Linked DNA regions of Zea mays: region 1 is linked to region 2. The links are chromatin contacts, called in public Hi-C maps. All regions are on one chromosome and are shown on one strand. The core of a region is the stretch at or near the end of the contact, and the rest is flanking DNA. Distances in the headings are between cores, read along the strand shown. Region 1 holds the start of LOC100285657 (Putative rRNA large subunit pseudouridine synthase SVR1, chloroplastic). Region 2 holds the start of LOC100501489.

Region 1 (5,994 bases), core at 1,606-4,105, 300 kb after region 2:
GGCTGCACTTGTACAATTGTTGGAGGCGCCTAGGGGTCCCTTTTATAGTCCCATGGGGACTAAAAGACGTTGGAGCTTCATTTGGAAAGCTCCTAGCCTTCCTAGTCTGCGGGTGCACCGGACAACACACAATAACAGTTGCATGAAGATATGATTGGCAGTTTCCTTCTCTGAAAGGGCTATCTATTGTTGCATCGATCAGGTTTCTATTCACTGTCCTGTGTGCACCGGACATGTTACTATTCATTATCATGTGTGCACCGGACATGTTACTATCCACTGGCATGTGCGCACCAGTCATGTTACTATTCGTTGCCCTGTGCACCGGACATGCTACTATTCACTGTCCTGTGCACCAGATAGATTACTATTCCCTGTCATGTGCGCTAGCCAACAACACACTAAGTGTTTTTCCTTCATTCTTTCTCCATTTGACTTCAACTTTTGGGAGGATTTTCCTGAGACTTAGACAAACACAATTAGAGTATAATCCAAATGACTTAGTTCCAGAAAGTTACCTCTTTCCCATTCTTCTCCCAGTTTTTCTATCTCTCCTCAAACAAAACTTAGAATGGCACAATCTCTACAAAAAGAGTCAGAGAGCAAACCAAAGTACCAAACATGTAGTAAAAAGTGTATGCAACATAGTTGAACACTCAAACCTTACATAATTAACCTTTTCATCGTTTTACCCATTTTGGCCTGTTTGAGGTCGATGTTGGACTCTAAACCATCAAGACAACTTGACTTGATCTAGATTGACATATATGAGCTCCAACACCATGCAAAGGTCACATAGAACATATCCAAACATAGGAACAATCCAAACTAAAGGTCAAAGTGAACTTAGCTCTTTTGGCTGCTTCTAGGTTCTAGCTTTAACACTACTCCTCGTTATAGTGACCTTGTTCACTTCTTGAGCTTCATCTTGATTCTTGTGACTTACACCACATAACCATAGTATTACCTCATTGGCTATAAGTCATGTTCTTAAGTCGTGATCCTCGATGCCCCATATCTCTTCTCGACTTGATCAACCTTGACTTTGCAAGTCTTATTCTTTACCCCTAGCTTTGGGTTCCTCGGCCTCCATGACCTTCTCTCATGCACTCAGTACCTCGAAGCTCTTCTTGCCTCCATCCTTGGCTTGATCAGTTGTCTCCGAGTTACGCACACCAAGTCTCACTTAAGCAATGTTCTTCTTTACTTGTGATGTCCACAACCATAATCAATTCAGCCTTTGGACCATCAATCTTGAACACTTATGTTGAACCCTGTAAGCTTTGCACTAAGCACCTGTTCAACACTTAGCACACATGTTAGTCCTTTAATTGGGTTGTCATCCAAACCACCAAAATCCACAAAAGAGCTTTCACTTATCACTAGAGGTGTTGTCACTATGCATCACACACCACTTGGACTGTGGTAGAATTTTTATGGGAAGAAGAAACATTCGTAGATGATTGGTAGGGATACAGAAGCGGATGATATTATATGAAAACATAGGTTGCAGACTCATGGAAGTTGAACATCCTCTCGATTACGAGTATGAAAGAAAAACAATCGAATAAGACCTGCCCTACATTGGAAGGGGTCTTGGAATATTGGGGAGATTGCTCGTTGAGTAGGTTGGTGAAGGTTTTAAAGTTAAAATGTCATATAAATCCATATTGATTAGTATCGATCATGTTGATCGGTCAGCGGAACTATGAACTAGTCGATTGAACCGATTAAACGTTGAAACTAGGTCAGTCAATACGATCACCTGCGTAAAGTTTAGAAAATGGAAGCCATTATATGAACAATTTAAATTGGAAATCAGCTAATCACCATGTTCAAAGGGGTCGCACCATTTCCTGGAATCTAAAATATTGAGAATCTAATCCTTTGATACGGTAGAGGGAAATAATTGAAACATTTGCTTCCACATTGATCAAGCAAAGCAGTAAAGTTTAGAAGCAAAAAGGCACACAACACTAAGAATATATCAGTTGAAATGGTTGTTTCTTGCATTAAATAATGTACTTCGATGAAAGTAAAACATACCATGATGGGTTTGTGGTGGATGAAGTTTACATGGACAAGTACAAAAGACCTATTAAAGCAAAAATAAAATCACCAACAAAGATTAACTCACGTGGTGATTGTATATAGAACTAAAACTTAGTTATTTTATTAACATACATCCAAAATAAAAACATTCTAGGAAATCTATGATGGAACCATAGACTAACTAAAGCCAAGAAAATATACTGAATCATACCTGTCTAGATTGGCAACTTATGAGGTGCAAACCAAGTTTTCATATAAACTCCGTGCAAACCAACTAACATATGTCAAAAGAAAATAAAAAGATATACTTCATTGTCTACTATACCATTGTATAAAATTTCAAGTTTAAAATTTCTTCTTCTTTGTATCTCTTAACATATGATGAATTTTAACTTGAAATTTTATACAGTGCTATAGTAGGCAAAGAAGTACATATATAATTTTCTTTAGAATTTTTTGTGACATTTGTTAGTTGGTTTGTACGAAATTTGCACAATAATTTGGTTTGCATATGATACGTTGGCGTTTAGATTATGTACTTCTTTAAAGAAAGAAAAAAGAGAAGGAATTTAGAAGTTGTTATTACTCCTATAAAATAAAAGAATTTAGTACTGGGACTGGACTGAGCGGCCCACTACAAGCTTTGGGCTCGTTCGGGCCTCGCCGGAAGTTCCCAACCGAGTGGAACCGGGCTTCTTCTCCGCAACCTACGTGCCAGTTTTGTACTGCCGAAGGAATTTTCGTCTGGGTGCGTTTGCGTCGGCTCCCAGGCCCCAGCTTCTCCGTGGCGATATGCCGATATCCGATAAACCCCGCACATCCTGACTGCAACTCTGAACAGCGAAGCACCCATGGCCCTCGCCACCACAGCCGTCTCCCTCCACCTTTTCCTCACCCGGCCCGCCTCCGTGCTCCGCGTAGGCCGCGGCCTCCCATGCCTCCTCCTCCGAGCCACTTCGTCCACCTCCGCCTCCCCGGACTTCAACATCACCTTCGCGGAGCCCGCGCCGTCCAAAAAGGCCCCGTCCGCGCAGCCGCTGGTCCCGTGGATCGTCCGCGGGGAGGACGGCAAGCCCCGCCTCAGCACCTCCCCGCCGCCGGACGTAATCCAGGCCATCGCGCTCGCGGAGGCGGAGGCCAAGAAGGCCGCCAAGAAGGAAACCCTCAAGGGCCAGAATGGCGCAGTTGCCGCCGCCGCCGCGGCTGCTTCCAATGCCAGCGTCAAGGGCAAGGAAAGGAAGCCCGCCCCGACCGTGCCGCCCAAGTTCTCCAAGGCAGCCAGGAGGTTTTACAATGAGAATATCAAGGAGCGGGAGCCGCAACGGCTCGCCAAGGTCCTTGCCGCCGCAGGAGGTAGTCCTTGTCCTACTGTTTTTCTGGACCTCAGGCATTCAATCAAGTAGTAATAGCTGGAGGAGTATTCTAGATGAGTTTTTTTCCATGCGTTAACGTTCCTCATCTTAGATCAGAATAGGTATTGATTTAGTAATATGTCAGCTTTTGTTAGTTTGTGGAGCACTGGACTGTGGAGATAGCAATGCTTGTATGATACCATGGTGATATCTGGGGTTCTACTAGGACTTAGCCATTTTTTACCAAATGGCATACTCGCTCCATCCCAAATTATATATATAAATAACTTGACCTGCAGGAATAAGACAGACCTAGACATTGTATTAAGATGGAGACCTTATCACGCAGGTCGAGAAAACCTCTCAAACCCCTGCCCCACCCATACATAGAGGCGCCATAGCCCATATGAGAATGACCGCAACAAGGGCCGGTTCTTAGACCTGTGCTTTGTCGTGGGGCAGACGAAGAGATTTTTTAACCCTAATCTGAAATTTGCTCTCATGACATGATAAGTGCTACTCAGACCATCTAGCTAACTCAGCTAGTGGCCATTTGACTCTAAAGGAGACTCCAAATAATAAGTCATTCCAACTTTTTTGTAGAGTGAAAAGCATCTAAAGTTTGATCAAATTTATTAAAAATAATATCATTTATGACACCAGCTAAGTATCATTAGATTCTTTATTAATTATATTTTTATAGTATATCTTTTTGATGTTATAAATCTCTATAACTCTCTCTCTCTATATATTTGCTCAAACATGAGATGTTTTCTAAGAAAGTTGGAATGACTGATAATTTGGAACGGAGAGAGTACATTAGAAAATCCAGATTGTTCTCCTTTAGAGTCAGATAGCTCTCCCAAAATTGGTGGCTTCTATTACATACTTGTCTTGTTTGCTCCTGATATCTTTAGCAGTTTGGGTTGCTATTTCCACTTGTCATTTGTGATATTGTGGAGTTTGGATTTTCTTTAGTTCCTTTCGAGTAACTCTAGAAACATAACACTCCACTCTTCAAAACTTTTGGTTTTGCTCACCGTTGTCTGTTAAGATGCTTACTAAATGACTCTTTCCAGTGGCATCAAGAAGGACCAGTGAGGAGCTCATCTTCCAAGGGAAGGTGACTGTCAATGGTTCAGTCTGTACTTCTCCTCAGGTATTAATTCTCAGAGTTTTTGTCTTCTATGAATGAGGAGATACTAGTTTTGCTACCATAATGTTTTGCTTTCATAGTAATGTTCACTGTTAATCTTACCACAATCGCTTGGTCCAAGAACACTTGAACTGTTTTATGTGACTTGATTTTTTACGCGCATTATGCTATGAACAAAATTTCTTTTTCTGCGGTTAAATCAAAGGATAAAATAACTCATTTTGTGCAGACCAAAGTTGACATCTCAAAGGATTCTATCTACGTTAACGGGAACCGCATTTCCAAGAAGTTGCCTCCAAAGCTGTATTTTGCTGTTAACAAGCCAAAGGGGTTGGTCTCTTCTTTTTCATATTTGATTTGTGTGCTGCATCTGTAGCCAAGGCCTGGGCTCCATGTGTTCCAGCCCTGTCTCTTGGTCTACAAGTCCATGGAAGGCCACTTAACTATATGTAGAAACATCATGGTCATAAGGGATTTTAGGCATATTTGAACAGGCTCGGCCTGGGTCTCAGGTCATTTCTGGCATCATCCCTGTGCATTAACCATGATTATCTTGTATTCCAGTGAATTATTTTTGAATCAGAGAAAAAGAACCATCAACCTTATGAATTTTGTTTCTGTGCTACAGGTACATTTGCTCATGTGGTGAAGAGTCAAAATCTGTTGTCTCCTTATTTAATGATTATTTGAAGGGCTGGGTATGTTCCATACAGGGCTGGCATAACATTCATTTTGTACATATATTGGGTAAATCTCTATTATACCTATGCATATTTACAGAACAAGATTCAACCAGGGTTGCCAAAACCACGCTTGTTTACTGTGGGTCGTCTTGATGTTGCCACGGCTGGTCTGATAATAGTCACAAATGATGGTAAGTTGATCATATGTAGTAATATGTACTCTCTCAGTTATAGATTGTAAGTCATTTTGGCTTTTCTAGATACGTAACTTTTTACTCAGATATACATTATGTCTAGAACACAGTAAAAGGCTAAAAATTATGCAACTAGAAAAGCCAGAGCGACTTACAATTTCGAACAGAGGGAGTACTTTGGAAAAAGAACAGTTTTTGTCATCCAAGACCTAAGCTTGATTTTCTCCTCTCTTTTAGGTGAGTTTGCTCAAAAGCTTGCACATCCTTCTTCAAATGTAACAAAAGAGTAAGTTTAACGTCTTTTGCGTGTTTATATGCCATTTGAATACTGTGATGTAATGCAAAAGTAACGTGTACTGGAACTACTGCGAATGCTATTCATTATGCAAAATCCGGTAGCACAAATTAGTAAATAAAGTCTTCTACCATATAATATGAGAACTATGAAAGAAGACCATTAGAATAGGTGTATAGGATCAATATTACAACTCTTCTCTGTGGATGGATTTACAATTATAGATCAGTTTTTAAATGGTTGCTGGGCAATGAATAGGAAA
Region 2 (5,418 bases), core at 2,449-4,948:
AGTGGTTGGAAGCTAGAAAACTTGGATGACTTGAATGTGGGGGTGGTTGGGGTATTTATAGCCCCAACCACCAAACTTGACCGTTGGTGAAGGCTGTCTGTCGATGGCGCACCGGACAGTCCGGTGCACACCGGACATGTCCGGTGCGACGGCCACGTCACCAAAAGCCGTTGGGTTCGACCGTTGGAGTTCTGTCTTCTGGGCCCGCCTTGATGTCCGGTGGCGCACCGGACATGTACTGTTGAGTGTCCGGTGCGCCAGCATGGGCGTGCCTGACCTCTGCGCGCGCAACGCGCGCATTTAATGCGCCTGCAGGTGACCGTTGGTGCCGAGTAGCCGTTGCCCCGCAGTTACACCGGACAGTCCGGTGTACACCGGACATGTCCGGTGAATTATAGCGGAGCAGTCGAAGTGAATTCCCGAGACTGGCGAGTTCCTGAGACCGCTCTTTCTTGGAGCACCGGACATTGTCCGGTGTACACCGGACAGTCCGGTGAATTATAGTGGAGTTGCCTCTGGAAATTCCCGAAGGTGACGAGTTTGAGTTGGAGTCCTCTAGTGCACCAGACATGTCCGGTGGTGCACCGGACACTGTCCGGTGGCACACCGGACAGTCCGGTGCGCCAGACCAGAGGTGCCTTCGGTTGTCCTTTGCTCTTTTGTTGAACCCTTGGTCCTTTTATTGACTAAGTGTGGACCTTTGACACCTGTATAGCTTGTACACTAGAGCAAACTAGTTAGTCCAATTATTTGTGTTGGACAATTCAACCACCAAAATTATTTAGGAACTAGATGTAAGCCTAATTCCCTTTCAGAATGTATGTTGAATATTTGTTGATTATGATGAATTTCTATTGAATCTATTGAATGTGTCGAATTTGTTCAGTCTATTGAATCTATGTTGAATTTGTATCAAATATGTGTATTTGAAATGCATGTGTTGAATCTGAGTGTTTTATGTTCATGGGCCCGAGCATGACACTATTGATTGGCCCATCGAGCCTATGACCCGACCCATGTAAGAACAACCGTGTTGGGCCTGGGCCACCTTAGGTAGCCCATGGGTCGACACGGTATGACACTTAAATCGTGTTGGTCTGAGTCCGGGTCCTGTCGTGCCTAGGACGGGCCAGGCCAACACATATGTTAGGACATGTATACTACCAAGAGCATCTTCAATAAATCCCAATATCCTTATCTAGACTTTAGGGGAAAAGGAAGAAAACAACCATCCAATAGTATCCATATCCATCATCCCTATCTTCATACGAGCGAAAAAACCCTCCCATTGCGCCAAAGTACACCGCCTCTGAAGCTCTCAATCCCTCTCCCATTTTACTCTTCCCATGCCATGCATTTCGTTTGCGCCCTCCATCGATCATTTTCACGCGTACTAGGCTCTGGTTGTTGTCCTCCCCACAGTGGCGGATCTAGCATTTTCATATAGAGTGTGCCATAATAAAATTTTCATATACAAATCCATCTAATGTATATATAATTTTATAGTAAATTCGATAAATAGATATAAAATTTCACATTCAATAATTAAGCACATTTACAATCAAATATAACATCTAGGGTTTATAAATTACAATGCAAACCTTAGAAATTGGTGCTTAAAAATGACAACTGTTGATATAGAGGCCAAATCATTGTTCATTATAGGGTGGAGAGCTAGAGGGGGGCTCTGCCTCTACACTGCTTAGATAGAAAGGAGGTGTCGGGTGCCAGTTGACACCTAGGCAGGGCCACGAGGATGTAGCTAGGCGAGGCCACATGCTTCCAGAGCCTCGGGCGCAGCGGCCGAGCGACTAGCGTTGGCGAGCCACGACTAACGTCTAGTGGCAAGGCGCCTGGTGAAAGTGCATCCATCTCTTTTGTGGGTTTTGATGATTTGGATTACAACACACTTAAAGGACTAATCAGTTTGCTAAGTGTTGAACAGGAAAGTTGAAAAAGAAATCATGATTCAAAATAGTCAAGAGACATGGTTTGATATGAAAAAGTCTCATATACATGGATTGCTCATAATATAACATTATAAAGGATCAACATTAAGCAATGATGAGGACATCCCATAAGTAAGCACATTTGGATATATGGATATGGGGTATTCTATGAAACCTGGGTTGCACCCACACAATGTCTCGCATGCATGTTTTTCGTGTGCACAATAATTTTCGGATCTGCCATAATTTTTAGAGTTGCCATAATTTTTGGATATGAAATCACACCTCCATCAAAATAGAAACTGCATGCACATCTGGTAAGGACACGGCCAGGGCTTCCTGTAACTACTAGAAATCCCTGAGCTCCTAATATCCTTTCCCTAGTAAAATATTACCCTCCTCGTTCCAAAATATAGTTCTTTCTAGCCCACCTTTATGTCCACCATCATTTTAATGATAATAAATATAAATATACTTGCAAACTACATTCACATGTTACTTAATAAATATGTAATTAGTCTAAAAACGAATTACATTTGGGACAAAAGGAGTACAATATAGTAAAATGCACAATATCAATTATAATTCATGAATTTCTATCACATAGCAAACGTCAAATTTAAAATTTTTCTAGACCTGTATCTAATTTAAATATTTTCTAGAAATATTTAAATTAGATGTATATGAAATATCGTGGTGACCTTTAATCGGATTATTTGATGACGTTTAATGAATTATGATGGTTATTGTGCATTTTACTACTTTTGATATTTTGTTTTGTAAACTAATTATGTTATATTATATTGATCAGATGCTTAGAACATTTTTTATGTGTTCCTTCATATGGGCATGCAGCCGTGTTTGTATCGTGAGAGGTAAATTGGTCAAAGCACGTAAACTTTGGTGTTAAAACTTAATTAGAGTGGAGAAAGATAGAAATTTGTAGCTATCATAATCTATATTCACCCTTCGCGATATCACACACGGTATAAAAAATAGTGCAAAGTGGGGGCTTAAACCTACATCCCCTTCTCCAAACATTTATGGATAATCACCAAACTAGACATACCTTAGTGTTTATCTATATCTATATTAATTTATTAAGAACCTAATGTAAATACCTGGTGATACCATGGCTTCACCCTCCGCGCTACCACACCGTGCAAAAGAAAATGTAAAGTGAGTATTCAAACCCACAACCTCTTGCTCCAAACATTTTGGATAACCACCAGACTACATATACCTTAGTGTTTATAAATAAACAATAATTATATTTAATAAATATCTCAATATCTATTTATTTATACTACTTTATTAAAAACATAATGTGTACACCTGCCACAGTGCCACACTGACACTATGCTATTGCCATGTGGCACCTGCTCAACACCCGACCCCACCCACACAACGAAAAAAAGTGTAGCGCGAGCATTCGAACTCCACCCAGCTCAAAATATTTAAGGATAACCACCAGAACACACATACCTTAGTGTTTAGAAATAAATAATAATTATATTTAAATAACTATTCTAATACCTATTTATATGATATATATACGAAAAATGAGTAGTATTAAGATCCAATGTCTTGAATCCTTATTTTACCAGTGATATTATTTATATCATCGTTTTAAAGGCGGTATATATCAAATTCTCCCCTCAGGAGACACTGTATCAAATGGGTCGCTTACCTCAAATGATCTTGCAAAGAATGGAGGAAAGCGGTTTATCGTTGAGGAAGAGTAGTGTTAAATAAAAACCCCGGTCCCCTTCTGTCCGCCGCCATAAACCCTAAGACACAAGCGCGCTGCCTGAACCACCCAGCCCACGCGCCGGCGGCCGCCCGCCATGGTGAAGGCTTACCTCCGCTACGAGCCGGCCCTCACCTTCGGTGTGATTGCGTCGCCGGAGTCCAACGTCGTCTACGACCCCTCGGGCCGCCGCCTCCTCGCCGCCGCCCTCGACCGCCTCGCCGCCTGGGACATCAAGCGTGGTCTTCCCTCTGTCTCCTTCGCACCTTCCTCCTCCTCCCCTTCGCTCGCCGTCTCCTGCATCGCTTCCTCCCACTCCGCCGCCGTCTCCTCTTCGGTACCCCTGATCCCTCTCCGGCTCTCCCTGTCTTCAGCTCTCTTCGAATTTGGCAGGCTGGTTCCCGCGTTTGAATTTGACTCAATTTCGTGCGTTGGTGCTTTGTTTGGTATAGATTGCGAGCGGGCACGCAGATGGGAGCATCAGGCTGTGGGACGCGGAAACAGGTGCTTGCGAGGCAACCCTCCACGGCCACCGCTCCGCTGCCTCCGCCCTCCGCTTCGGCCCCTCTGGCGCCGTCCTCGCTTCTGGCAGCAAGGACTGCGATGTCATCCTCTGGGACGTCGTTGCGCAGGCTGGGCTCTTCCGTCTGCGTGGCCACCGTGACCAGGTACATTGCGGCTTCAGATGTCTGAGTCTGTTTGATTGGTTAGCAAAGGTTAGTAGCGCTAATTGAGGGGATTACAATGTGCAGGTCACCGATTTGGTGTTTCTGGATTCTGGTAAGAAGCTGATGAGCTGCTCCAAGGACAAGTTTATTAGGGTTTGGGACCTTGAAACACAGCACTGTCTTCAAATCGTTGGTGGTCACCGCAGTGAGATTTGGTCAATGGATGTTGATCCTAGCGAGAGATTTTTAGTGTCTGGGTCTGCTGATCCAGAGCTGCAAGTGTTTAGAATCCGGCAATCAGTGGAGGAAGGCGAGGATTGGAGCAAGTGGGATGTGCTCAAGCTATTTGGTGAGATTCCACGGCAGAGCAAGGAACGAGTGGCAAATGTTAGGTTTAATAGGGACGGCAGTCTTGTGGTATGCCAGGTGGCTGGGAAGACAGCAGATATTTATAGGGTTCTTGATGAAACAGAGGCTGCACGTAAGGCCAAAAGGCGGGTGAGCAGAAAGAAGGAGAAAGCATCTGCGAAATCCATGATTGCTGAAGAGAATGGCACTATCATTGATCCTTTACCAGTTCAAAACTTACAAAATCCTACTGTTATTGTCACCGATGTATTTAAGCTATTTCAAGTTTTACGTGCAAGCAAAAAAATATGTTCGATTACATTCTCTCCAAGTAATCCTCCAAGAGGATGCCTTGCCACTTTGTCTCTATCACTCAACAATAACATGCTTGAGACATATTCAGTGGATAAGGAGAAGGTATCAAAGATGTACTCAGTTGAGATGCATGGACACCGTTCTGACATCAGGAGTGTCTCCCTTAATTCGGAGGACAACCTCCTTATGTCGACTAGTCATAACGCTGTCAAGATATGGAACCCTAGTACAGGGGAATGCCTTCGGACCATTGACTCTGGATATGGGTTGTCAAGTGCTTTCGTTGGAAATCGGTATGCTCTTGTTGGTACAAAAAGTGGTACGTTGGAGATTATGGATATTGCTAGTGGGAGCTTAACTGAGGCCATAGAAGCTCATGCTGGCTCCA

Evidence for each region. A called contact is a pair of places that touch in the nucleus more often than the background predicts.
Region 1: a contact with region 2 is called in a Hi-C map of leaf, with 8 times the contacts expected there. The contact joins the promoter of LOC100285657 here to the promoter of LOC100501489 in region 2. A contact is called at or near these places in 6 of 25 Hi-C or Micro-C datasets (ear, endosperm, leaf and 1 more).

What each region holds. Positions count from the first base shown.
Region 1 is chr1:11,773,857-11,779,850 of Zm-B73-REFERENCE-NAM-5.0, forward strand. It overlaps LOC100285657 (Putative rRNA large subunit pseudouridine synthase SVR1, chloroplastic), which reads left to right and starts at 2,856. Exons shown (of 10, transcript NM_001158548.2): 1 at 2,856-3,405; 2 at 4,484-4,563; 3 at 4,790-4,890; 4 at 5,189-5,258; 5 at 5,341-5,434; 6 at 5,675-5,723. The coding sequence starts at 2,904.
Region 2 is chr1:11,475,648-11,481,065 of Zm-B73-REFERENCE-NAM-5.0, forward strand. It overlaps LOC100501489, which reads left to right and starts at 3,699. Exons shown (of 12, transcript NM_001361332.1): 1 at 3,699-4,036; 2 at 4,152-4,367; 3 at 4,452-5,418. The coding sequence starts at 3,797.